3 separate regions of the Mus musculus genome follow, and all the other regions are linked to region 2. Evidence: chromatin contacts called from public HiChIP or PLAC-seq and Micro-C data. All regions are on one chromosome and are shown on one strand. The core of a region is the stretch at or near the end of the contact, and the rest is flanking DNA. Distances in the headings are between cores, read along the strand shown. Region 1 holds the start of Lpar1 (lysophosphatidic acid receptor 1). Region 2 holds the start of Txn1 (thioredoxin 1). Region 3 has its middle 65 kb from the start of 1700042G15Rik.

Region 1 (4,214 bases), core at 419-2,918, 600 kb after region 2:
GGAGGGAGGGAGGGAGGGAGGGAGGGAGGAAGGAAGGAAGGAAGGAAGGAAGGAAGGAAGGAAGGAAGGAAGGAAGAAAGGAACCAGGCAGGCAGGCAGGCAGGCTAGAGAAAGCCAACTCCTACTTAAGTCCCTCTCTCCAAGCATCCCCCTCCTGACGGGTTTCTTTCATCCCACCTTCTTTCTGTTGCCCTCCCATTTCCCCACAAGACTAATTTTTCTTCATTTTCCTTCTTCAACTTCAACTAGTCTCTCATGGAGGAATCACCCACCCTTAGTTCCCAGTTACAGGGAAGATGGCTGAAACAGCAAAGATCATCCTACCCATTCATTTTCCTGATGAGGACACCAAGCCCAGGAGCCCAGAACCCGTTCAGGGTACACCGCTAGGGGACGCTGTGTACAAGGAGGCTCTGATGTGGTTCTGCAAGTCACCCTTCTCAGCCTTTCCGCCTCAAACTGCTTCCCTCTCTTTCTACATTTTTTCCCTCAAATTCACACTCAAGACCAAAGAAAAGGAAAAATAAAATAGAATTTTAAAAAATATTAGAGCCCTGGTGATTATTATTCATGATGTTGCATCTGGAGGAACCAAGGGCAAAAACTAGATGCTATTACAGCTGTGTTTTAATGCAGCTGGCTGTGGTGCACGGGGCCTTAAGCGTAATGTTGATTCCTCTTCCTTGGTATTCATTCCATCTGAAAGAGACTATGTTCTTCCATTTTCTAAGACTTTGAAACCCGGACTTCTGACTTCATAGTCATGTTAGGTGAGCAAAAGACACTTACACAAAAGGATAAGCACGCAGCTCTGTCGAAACGAATAGAGGATTCCGCTTTAATAACTAGCTACCTTCTTCTAGTTGCAGTTAGCAATAGGTATCTCTGACGATGGGTATAGCTTAAGAGTAAAACTTTTCACAAGCCAGTACTCGCTGGAAACCCACATGGAAGGAAAGCTCCGAAGATTTCAACTAAAAAGAAAAAAAAAAGAAGAAGAAGAAGAAACACAGGCGAAAGGAAGAAAGAAAACGGGAGACGAGGAAGAAAGGACTGAGAAAAGAGACAGTCTAGGGCCCCAGCCTGGAAGCAGCAACAAGCCCTGGGTGCCTCACATCAAAGACCAAATGGCAGCAAAGAAAAACAAGCCTAAAGTTTAAAACCATTCACAGTAAAGTCTCCCTCCCTACAGGAGCAAACAGCCGATCAACCCATTCAAGCAAAATCAGGTTTTTCCCCGCCTTGCATTTCCCAGGTACAGACTAAGCCTAGGGCGGCTTCAAGGAAACTTCAGTTTAAATTCCTTAAACTCAAGGGACGACAAAGTCTCTGGTGAGCAGTGAACTGAGCGCGGGACGCGCGGACACCCGAGCCATCTAAGTCGTCGGGGACGCGGCACCAATAAACTTGGGGAGCCCCTTGCCAGCCCTCTCGCGTCCCCAACCCGATCCAGGTAAGCAACAGGAGGCCACCTACGTGTCACTTGGACGGACCCTGGGGCGCACTGACCTGGCCAAAGGTCGGGAGGGCCGCCCGGGCGGCTGCGGCGACTTCCCTCCCGGGCTGAGTTCCACCGGCTGGTGCGGGAGGCCAGGGCAGCCTCGCCTCCTGCAGGCGGCCTCACACACGCGCGCACACCCACCCACTCCGGGCCCGCGGGCGCGCGCACTCAGGCGCTCACGCGCACGGCTACAAAGCGGCGGGTGGTGGGACAGTGCGAGCCGATCGCGCCGATGGGAGGCGGGGCGGTCGCCACCCGCGCCGCGCCAAGGGACACCCGGCCGCCGTGTCTTTACCTGCTAGGTCCAGCTCCGCAGTTCACGCAGCCGCCGGGCCAACCCAACCCAAGCCTCACCCCAGCACAACCCGGAGCCTACGGAGGGCAGCACTGTGCTGGAGGACAAGAGTCACAACTCCCGGGGCTTTACTGCCGCCCAGTTCCAACTTCCCGGGCTCAAGGAACAGGCAGGCAGCAGAAGAGGCACGGGTGCCAGCCTCCTTACCTCTCCTCCTTCTGGCGCTTTCTGCCACATCCACAGAGCACAAGTCAGAAACTCCCCGCACCCCAAAGCGCCTTTCCTCCCAAGCCGCTCTGCTCTCCTTACCTGCGTGGCACCCACAGCGACTCTGCCTCCTGTGGTCCCCTCCCCCAGTCATTCACTGAACTTCCCGCGCTGCTGCAGGTCGGGGAGGGGGTGGGGGTGAGGGGAGCCTAAGCTTTTCATTCAGTACCTTCGCGGCGCTCCCTTGACCCTCCACAGCAGACACACCCACCTCCGTCACCCCTGGCCCCTCCTGTGCTCACCCCAGCGCCAGGCCTCTTGCAGAGCTTTGGTGGACGCCCTGCATGGTGCATGCTTTGTTGCTGTCCCCTCCTCATTTGAAAAGCCCTGGAAACCATCACAGAGCCTGGGGAAAACAAGAAAAGAAAGGGGGGGGGGGGAGAGAGAACTTGGTGTATGGCCTCCTCCGAGTTGAGTTTCTAAACTTTTTCAGGCAGCACACAAAGTTTCAACCAGCACAGCCCTGTACTTCAGGCCATAGAAAAGCAATAGTTGGCTTTGCAATTGCAAATCAAAGCGAGCGTGCCTTTGTGTCCCTAGAGCTATGATTATAAATTTCTCTTCAGCTAGGAGTGTAACTTTCCAAGGGCAAACTAAGATTTTTCATAGGGCAATTAAGGGCAGGGAAGGCACACCTGGAAGTGTAGGCGGAGGCAGGACCTAAGAATCATTTTCTGGAGACTTCCATCTCAGAAGCCTTACCATCACTCAGTAGTAGATGCGGACAGAGAGAGAGGACTCTCCAGCCGGTCTTCACCCACCTGCTTCACACTCCAGGCCCCCAGGGTGTGTTGAGTCATCAGAATTTTCTGCCTCAACCCACAGCGGAGTCCTCCACACATCAAAAGCAGATGCCTGGGAGTAAAAGCCTGAGGGACATCTAGGGTTGTAGTACCACAGAAAAGCAGGACTGGCTGGCGGCACCGTAGCTGACAGAAAATGAAAGGCAGCGAGGGAGTGGATGGACAACCCCTTGCTTCGTACAAAGAGGTCGCTGCCTAGCAGCTATGGGCAGAGCTGATAAGATAAGACACTGGGGGTTGGATAGTTCCCAAGCTTTCAACAGGTTGTGACTTGATGGGACCATGACCATTTCCTGTCCATGATTTTTCACGGTGCTCAAAACTGAACTGTAAAGCTGGTCGTTTATTTATTCTCCAAAGCTGTTTACTTTTAAGAATTTTGAGCCGGGAGGTGGTAGCACACGCCTTTAATCCCCACACTTGGGAGGCAGAGGCAGGCAGATTTCTGTTCAAGAATTTTGTTCATTCTGTGCAGCAACGATGACTTTTACCTGCAATCTCAGCCCTGGGGAGCTTGAGACAGGATGAAGAATTGTGGGGGAAACTATTCAAATCTCTTTTTAAAAAGACTCTGCTTTCCAAATCCATTTTATATCAATTTATGACTTGTTTTATAGTTATCTACTTAAAATATAAAAATTAGACCCAACACCAATTCTGTTCTCAACAACAAACAGAAACATATACAATTGTGTAGCAAGTATTGTTGAGGTATATACAGTGCTTGCCTAGCAAGTATAAGATCCTGAGCTTGACCCCCAGCAGTACAAAATCCATAAAATAATAAATAAGCTCATATATAAAAACCATTCCCTAATTACAAATAATGATAGTTGATCTTAAACTATTAGGAAGTTGAGATGAATAGGAAACCATCAAGTTTTATACATACATATTAAAGAAAACAAGAATACACTGAAGAAGGTTTTCACTTTTCCCCTATAGTGATACTAAACTCAGAATAATCAGACCTATTGCCTAATTTTCTTCCTCCTACTGCTCACTCCATCTGTTTGGTTTCTTGATAGCAATATTTCTAAATCAAATAAAAAGACAAAGTGATTCCCATGGCTAGCCATCCCTCACTATTAAAGGCACAAGGTAAATGAGCTTCTCTTAGCTCGTACTCACCTTGAATGGCTGGTTTATCTCTTGCCTTCTTGAGGAATGTAGCTACTTCCATCCCAATGTGTTAACTACTTTGACTACTCTATGGTCCTTCTCAACCTCAAGTGGGAGTGTCCATCCTCATTAAACCCATGTGCTCACCAGTTCATTAGAGATGAAAAGATGTACCACAGCCGATCAGTGCTAGTCTAGCATTTGCTGGGTTTGATCCATACACACA
Region 2 (4,032 bases), core at 1,102-3,601:
GGGTCCTTAGCTGGGACCTGAGTCCCAGTTGATGAGATTACATGACAAAACAGGGCAAACTGCATCTCAAACACTCTCAAGGTTTACCCCCAAAAGCTATGAGGCAAAACCAAGCAACACTACTCAAAATACTGAAAATGCGGCTCACAATCCTAATTTCGGGCTTCAGTGAACACCAATTACAGAGGCAGGGATGTGCAAACTTGCAAAACAAGTTTTCTTCTGCCGATCTGTATTGGCTTGAAGAGTATTCAAAATTATCTACTAAGAAGCACATCACAATTTTTAGCTCTAGAAACCAATAACCACAATTGGCAAGTGTCGCCAGTACTGACACCAATAACCTGGAGACAAAACAACACACCCGGAGTAGACCGGAGCAGATGCTATCATCTCTTTTCTCAAACATACCCAATTCAGGGGCTGGCAAGATGGCTCAGCACATTAAAGTGCCTGCCACCAAGACCAACGAACTGAGTTCAATACCCACGACCCACAAGGTAGAAGTGAGCCAACTCTCTCAAGTTGTCCTCTGACCACTGCCAATGGATGCCCCACCCCTATATGTGAATATAAACCGAAACAGAAAGCCCCAACAACAAAACCATATTCAGCAAATAACAAAGTGTTCTTTGCTTTTTTTTTGAGACAGCCCAGCCTCCTGAGCGCTGGGGATTAGAGGCATGAGCCAACGCCTTGGTCTAACACGTGGTCTGTGAAGCACTGAGCAAAGTGTGTGTGTAGTTCAAGGAATAATTTTATTCTTAAAGATAAACACGGCAAATCAACTGTTGATTTCTGAGCCATTATATCATAGCCTATTATTCCACTCCTGTGTGGAGATTGACCCCAGGGGCCTTTAACTACCCACACAGTCGTCAGAAATAAGGCTACATTTTACATAGTTTAATTAATCAACTTAAGCCCATCACATGAAATTTATGTGTATTCAGTTTAACTTCTGATTCTGGGCGACTCCGATCAGAGCCTTGGTAGCAGGCTTTTGGGGCCCAAGCTTTTTCCGAGTAACTGGTTTCCTGGCACCAATGTACACCGCTCCTATTGGAATGGCAAAGGTTCCATAAGTAGGTCAGTTTAAACAGATAAGGATCCAACTGGGTGCTGGGACTAATATGGCTGGTAGTGGGTGAGCCAACTTTTGTACTGAGACCCAACCAGGTGCTCAAAACTGGAGGGCGCGGACCTGTCTTCCACGGATTTCCTAGTTTAAGGGTGAGCCAGTCTTTCACACATCAATTTCCACCCCCAACCTCCTTTCACTTTTCATTTTATAAATATTCCCCGAATAGTTACAGTGTAACAGGCTCTGGGTTTCCCAATCTGGAGGATATTTTGGTTCTCAGTAACTTTCGAATATGGTAACAGTTTTTCCCTTGGGTATTATTTTTCTTTTCCCAAAGGGCAGGACTTTGTACTTGACTACTCCCTGGGGGAGAGCCCTGGTTCCAGCAAAGCCCACTTATGGAGGGTCAATCACTGAAACCTTAAGGTTGCGAGGCCCCGGGGCCAGACTTTGGGGACTGAGTCATTCCAAAGCCAGAGCTGCCGGAAACACGCCCTGCGACGCAGGAGGAGGAGTCTCTCGGGCGCGGCCTGGACCTTTCTCCTTAGTAGTCACCTGGGGTACCGATCCGAGGGTACTTAACTGGGACCCGAGACCCACCCTCATGCACCGACCTGGCCTGTGTCCTCTAGGCGGCAGGTCACTGATGGAGGGAAACTAAGGCCGAGCCCAGCAGTACAACACACCCGCGCGGCGTGTGGCACCGCGTACTCGAGAAGTGGCGGCTCTCCATCTTTTCCTAGAGATCCTAAATCCTGATTCAGTTGGGGCACGGGAAGGGGGGAGTGTCACAGGAGGACCCCGGTCCATCTCTTCACCTCCGCCAGATTTGGGCTGGCGGTAGGGAGTGCAGCTCCGGGGACTCAGGTGCTGCCCACGAGTGCATCTCCCGTACCCGGCGTTCCAGGGTCCCCTCGTCCCCTCCCCCAGGGCATGCTCCACCGCCGAGGGCGCACACAGGCCCTGGGCCGCTAAGCCCGCGGGGACACCGAGAGTGTCCTCTTCAGCACCGCGGGATGTGCGCGGCGCCCGGGCATGCGTACCTTGCTCTCGATCAGCTTCACCATTTTGGCTGTTGCGGGGAGGGAGCCACACGCGTCTCAGCAGAACCAGATGGAAATGGATCCAAGGCGCCCAACGGAGCTTGCAACCGAGTGCGGCGCCCGCCTTCTCTTTATAGAAATAGGGCGGAGCGCAGCAGGGCGGGGCGGACGGGCACGCGCGGCGGGGACGCGCTTCCCGCCTCCCGCGTCCGCCAAGGCGCCTGGGCAGGCCGCGCCTAGACCACGCCCCCAAGAGGTGGGGCGGTTTTCCAGGGGGCGGAGCCAGAGTCGGCTACTAGTGCAGCCTGGGGACTGTCCTAGCGCTGGCCTCACTCCTGGCTTCCCCGCCCCACTCTAAGCTGCCGAACAAGAACCTTAGTTTATAAGGGGCGGAGCTAGCACAGGCTCCTGGAGCAGCTTCGGGTTTTTCCAGGCTCCAGACGCCGCGCGGCAGCTACCCCTAAGAGCCAACTTCCAGCTGCCTCAAGGGCACTTTAACAGCGAACAGCGCCGGGGTAGATCACGGTCCTCTCTCACACCGTAGAGTCCTTCTGTAATCACACTGCCCATGCCCCAAACTAGACCTAAGTCAGATACTTCCAGATTGGGGCTGGGGACAGTCCCTAGGACTGCCCAGGCAGAGGTGTATCCTTAGACTAGGGCGGCCATGCTGCAGTTCGACTCAAAGTGCTGAGTAACGATGACCAGGAAGTGTCTCAGTGCGCGTCCTCGCCAACTTTCTGGGTAGTTCTTTGCCGCTTCTTTCTCCTCTCTCTCTCCTATTCCTTAACTTTAACAGGTGAACCTGCTACTGGGAGAGGCACAGAGCCGTTTAGAGCCCTGTTCTGTGCCCCATGCACATGTAGGCATGATAGAGATCGGATAGTCTAGCTCCCAGCATTGTCTTGAAGGATTTAAGGGCTTGAAAACTGACTGAGGACAGCGTTTGGCCCATAAGGAAGCACTCAATGAATTATTCTAATTATAGTCATCGCGAGCGCTAATTAAGCTTGCGTGGTGCCTTGTGGGGCCTTGCTGAGTTTGGCTGCCTTGTATTTACAATGACAGTATAGGCTTTGAGGAGATTTTTCCGCCTTGGGAGAGGACGCCAGGAAGAGTCTTCTTCAATGATAACTGAGGTGATGTTCAGGAGGACAGGGCATGGTGGAAGAAGCTAAGATTCTTAAGGTGGCTTTGTGCAGCCCCAAGAGTGCCGCTGTATGTTCTGGTGAAGCAGCTGAGGTGGAGACTGGACAGAGCCAGCATCCTGGGAGGAACTCACCAAGCCTGCATTTGGAGAGCCGATCTAGATAAATCTACATCGAGGTGAAGCACGGGAGGCTAATGAAACTGTGTCTCAGCCACCCTACCCCTACCCACTGGCTTCCCTTGTTCAAAACATTTAAAATACCAGAACCAGTTGTGCGATGTTTTTGAAGGGCTGAGGAATTCAAGTAATGAGTGAGGATGTAGACAAGAGGGAGTGTTCTGAACATAGCCCTAGACTGCGGGTGGATGCTGCCCCAAAGGCAGTAGCCTTCCCTTTAGGACAGCTGAGGCAGAGAGGAACCCCAGGCAGATGAGCAGAATCTATTAATTCTCTTTGCAGCTGTCGGGTCTTTTCAGTCCAGCTACATTCCAGGTTTCTGGCTTTTTGGTAGTCAAACACTGACCTGTAGAACTTGGAAGGGTTCCTCCCTTAGCTGGCACCTCTCCACAGACCCTCAGATGTCCACTGATTCTGCTAGGAAGGCATGACTCCCTGGCACCTGTACAGTACCAATACACATGGGTAAATGTGGGGGATATCGACAATAAGAGAATGAAGAACTGGGAGGTTAGAGTGAGTGTTAAGATTCTTCACAGCTCTGCCAGCTCTCCTGTCTGCATCCCCACTTAAGTAGC
Region 3 (3,704 bases), core at 526-3,025, 530 kb before region 2:
TTCTGTCTAGGCATACGGCAGCTTTTGTACAAGAGTAATGTTGCCACGGCAACTATTGATAAGTTATTTCTCTGCTGTTGAAATGAGCCAATTCAAGCCAGATTAGATTATATTAAATGAAGGTTTATTGGGAAGCTGCTCTCAGGCCGGTGAGTTTACTGGCTCCAAGGATCAAGGTCAGGGAAGTTGCCATGGGAAGAGAGAAAGAGAGAGAGAGAGAGAGAGAGAGAGAGAGTGAGAGAGAGAGAGAGAGAGAGAGAGAGAGAGAGAGAGAGAGAGAAGAGAGAAGGGGAAGAGAGAAAGAAAGAATGTGTGCAGTGAGAGAAGTAGAGAAAGAGAAGGAGAAAGAACAGGAGAGAGAGGAGAGACCAAAATGTCTGGATTATATAGAGAAGAGCCTCTGGGGGAAGGACTGCCCAGCCTTTGGGCTGGAAAGTTCAGCTTTGGGGGCAGGGTATGCCCGGTAGGGACTGAGGGATACTGGGAGAACCAGGAGGCCAGGTCTGCTTTGGTATGTAAAATAGGCACCTCAGTCCCTTGTCCTGGGGATGAAACCAAACAATTATCAACTGTAAAGACTTTGATCCCATTAAAGATTCATCTAAGAAAAAAACTTCCTAGGGTCTTGATCATGAGGAGTTATTTTTCTTTTATTTAACGGATATGTATTGAATGTGTATCAGGTACTTACACATATGGACATATGAACGAATAAAACTATAGACATTAGTGTTTGTCCCCGCTTGGGATCATGTTCTAGTGGTTTATATATTACATTCTGTCTGTCTTTCTTTCACTCCCAGCCCTATTGGCTAGCTCTTTATTATGCAAAAGCCACACTCCTTATTCATCCAGTTGGCTCAGGTGGGGGTGGGGTGGGAGTGGGGGTGGGGGGTGGGGGTGGGAGAGAGGGGATAGGTGACTTCCCCAGGGCAGCTTGTCTTTCTTTTGGGGCAGGTGAGGAAGCAGTAACAAATATTTATAAATTCTGCTAGTCTAGTGCCAGAGGTCCAGCAATTAAAAATTGAGAACCCAGGGACACACTTTTTCATAGACAGTAAATACAATATTTGTGGGTCATCCCAACACAAATGGACAGAAAACTAACCAGAACACAGCCATTAATCATAACAAATGAACAAAATAGCTCCCAAGCCTCTTCATGCATAGAAGAGCTGATCAGATGATGCTGAACAAAATGATTAGGCTTTTAGTAAGTGAACAGTGCCATGGTCTTCTGTCTCATGGCTTGACCAACGTGTAGAATCCTGGGTGACATCAGGTTGGTTTCTCTTTGATGGCTGAGGGGTAGCCATTGTCCTTGGCAAAGTTCCCTGAGTGAGTCCATGGTGTCACCATGTTATCTCTGAGAGTTCATTGTTTGTCTCCCGTTGTAGGTCAGACTTGGCAGTGGTGGAATAAATGTTCTGGCTCCATCTGTACACCCATAATCATGGGCTGTTCTGAACGCATACGTCATGTTGTGGGTGGGTGAGAGGATGCTGACAACAAACAAATAGGTCCTTTCAGCCCTCTGAACGGGAAGAAAACAACAAATGGGCTTTAACAAGAGGATGATCCTAAGTTGAGCATAGACGTTTGTATCACCGACCCCACGGGTCTCTCTCATTGTCAATAGACTGCCATTACAAGAATTCCCCAAGAGTCAGGACTCGGTTGCTCTAAGTGCTTTGCCTGAGTCCACTCATAAGCCCTCGCAGATCAACAGGCGCTCTACCCAGAATGGAGTTCATCTTTGTTCCTGCTTAACCAAAGAAAAGAAACAATGTACATTTTGGCCTCAGCCTTCCTGCCTTAGTCTCTGGGTGACTTTTCCATGAGTCAGTAGCAGTACAAGCAAATGTGTGAGATGACACCTTGCAGAGAGAATTTATTAGTGCAAGAAGACAGATACAAAAGCTCACAATGACTCTGCAAATAGAGTGGAGACATTCCAATCAACAAAATTCAGTCTCTTGTTTAATTACACATCCCAACTGCACAGTTCTAGATGAAGAAAGATCTCTTCCATGAGAAATGTTTCTTTCCTGCATGGAGCTGACAGTGACATTACTTACATAGAAGTCTAAACACGTCAAGCAGAGAATGTCACCAAACACAAACATTAGAAATCTCCATAAGTGACACTTGTTGAAGAGCACAAGTGGAATCCGGTAAAGGTGAGGAGGTGAGGAGGCGGGCGGGCTTTTGTATCCTAGTGACTCATCCTGTGGTTTGCTATTGGCTTGTTGGTGTCCTGGAATGGGACCTTGAGCTTCCCAGCAGGGGAAAGATTGCTTTTATTTCCTTCTTGTTGAGCTAGATATGTAAAATTACAGCAATAGCTTCACTTATCCACCACTAATGAGGGAGAGGATGCCAGACACGCAGGCTGGTGAGATGGCTCAGTGGGTAAGAGCACCGACTGCTCTTCTAAAGGTCCTGAGTTCAAATCCCAGCAACCACATGGTGGCTCACAACCACCTGTAATGAGATCTGATACCCTCTTCTGGTGTGTCTGAAGTCAGCTATAATGTACTTATGTATAATAATAAATAAATCTTTGGGCCTGAGTGAGCAGGGCCGACTGGAGACAGCAGAGGTCCTAAAAATTCAATTCCCAACAACCACATGAAGGCTCACAACCATCTGTATAGCTACAGGAAAAAAAAGATGTTAAATACGCATCGAGCACATTTTCAACAAAATGAAGAACAATGAGCAAGGGGAAAGCTGGAAAATTGTCTACTCCTAACTGCAGGTGCCAAACACCACTGCCCTGATGTGTGTACCTCTGCCCAGCTCCCCCAAGCTGATGTTGTTGTGTTGTTTCGGGCCATTGTCACACTTTTCTCCCCAGTTGGAGCTATTGAAGTAACACTTTTTCTGTTTCTCTCCAGCCCCTTCTAATTACATGCTTCTATTCCTAGTAACCTGGAAAACACGAACCAAGCAAGCCCGAGGCTATTGCTAGTCACATGTCCCGTTTGTTCACTTTGAATCAGGGAACACTAAAATCCTTTTCGGAGCAATGGACCTCACCCTTCCTCATCCTCCCAAGCCATAATGCTACCCAGAATTCCAGGCAGCTCCCAGAATCCCACATGGTTCTCAATGTTAGTATTCTTATTCAAAAGCTTATGCAATACAATTTCAGAAAACTACCACTATGTTACTTCCCTCAGATGGCTCCTTTTTTTCTAGACCACCAGGTTAAAGATGTTAGGTCTGGTGATAGTTTTTACGCTTGCTAACACCAGACAGGGCCAGGCATTTAATACTCCAAACTACTGTCTCTTCATCTACAGAAGGCGATACGAATAAAACAACACAAAGGTAAGCAGCCGCCATCCTCCCCAGAAGGTGCAAGAGTCTAGGGTCCACAGATAGTGGGCAGCCCTCAGGAGTCAGCAAATTGCTGATATAAGCAACCTGACCCCCAAAAGGAATTACAGTTCTCGTGAATTACTTAAGAACCTTGTGCCCCAGAGGATGGTTCCATATCCATGAGTACAATGGCGGCATAGCCGGCAAGCTTTTGATTTTTTTTTTTTTAAAGAAACATATGCAGTTGTGCTTGGGCGGGGAGGTGAAGGGATCTGTATACTCACTCCAAGGACCAATTTTGTTATCTGTAAGTTACACTCCGTAAAACTGACTTCAAGAAACAAGAAGAGGAAGAAAGGGGAAAGAACTGAGTGACC

What was found. Hi-C and Micro-C count contacts between places; a contact is called where the count stands out from the background. HiChIP or PLAC-seq counts read pairs in DNA pulled down with a chosen protein or histone mark.
Region 1: a Micro-C map of embryonic stem cells shows a contact between it and region 2, with 7 times the contacts expected there. The contact joins the promoter of Lpar1 here to the promoter of Txn1 in region 2. A contact is called at or near these places in 13 of 39 promoter capture datasets (the 3T3-L1 cell line, 3T3-L1-derived adipocytes, the SN4741 cell line and 8 more), 1 of 484 Hi-C or Micro-C datasets (embryonic stem cells) and 4 of 115 datasets of contacts at active chromatin or transcription factors (the NIH/3T3 cell line, astrocytes and embryonic stem cells).
Region 3: an H3K27ac HiChIP or PLAC-seq map of trophoblast stem cells shows a contact between it and region 2, with 3 times the contacts expected there. The contact joins the enhancer-like site here to the promoter of Txn1 in region 2. A contact is called at or near these places in 7 of 39 promoter capture datasets (the 3T3-L1 cell line, the SN4741 cell line, hippocampal neurons and 4 more) and 7 of 115 datasets of contacts at active chromatin or transcription factors (embryonic stem cells, epiblast stem cells, large pre-B cells and 1 more).

Annotation. Positions count from the first base shown.
Region 1 is chr4:58,551,625-58,555,838 of GRCm38.p6, forward strand. It overlaps Lpar1 (lysophosphatidic acid receptor 1), which reads right to left and starts at 1,669. Exons shown (of 4, transcript NM_172989.1): 1 at 1,510-1,669.
Region 2 is chr4:57,954,060-57,958,091 of GRCm38.p6, forward strand. It overlaps Txn1 (thioredoxin 1), which reads right to left and starts at 2,352. Exons shown (of 5, transcript NM_011660.3): 1 at 2,128-2,352. The coding sequence starts at 2,151. Gm35344 (a long non-coding RNA gene) reads left to right here and starts at 2,384. Exons shown (of 3, transcript XR_881303.3): 1 at 2,384-3,453.
Region 3 is chr4:57,427,071-57,430,774 of GRCm38.p6, forward strand. No RefSeq gene overlaps it. Among named protein-coding and RNA genes, the nearest start is that of 1700042G15Rik, 65 kb to the left of the region's middle. Within about 2 kb of position 1,776, at least 25 of the 459 cell types and tissues checked have an H3K27ac peak or open chromatin away from gene starts, as enhancers often do. A contact at or near this core is called in trophoblast stem cells, where this site is marked.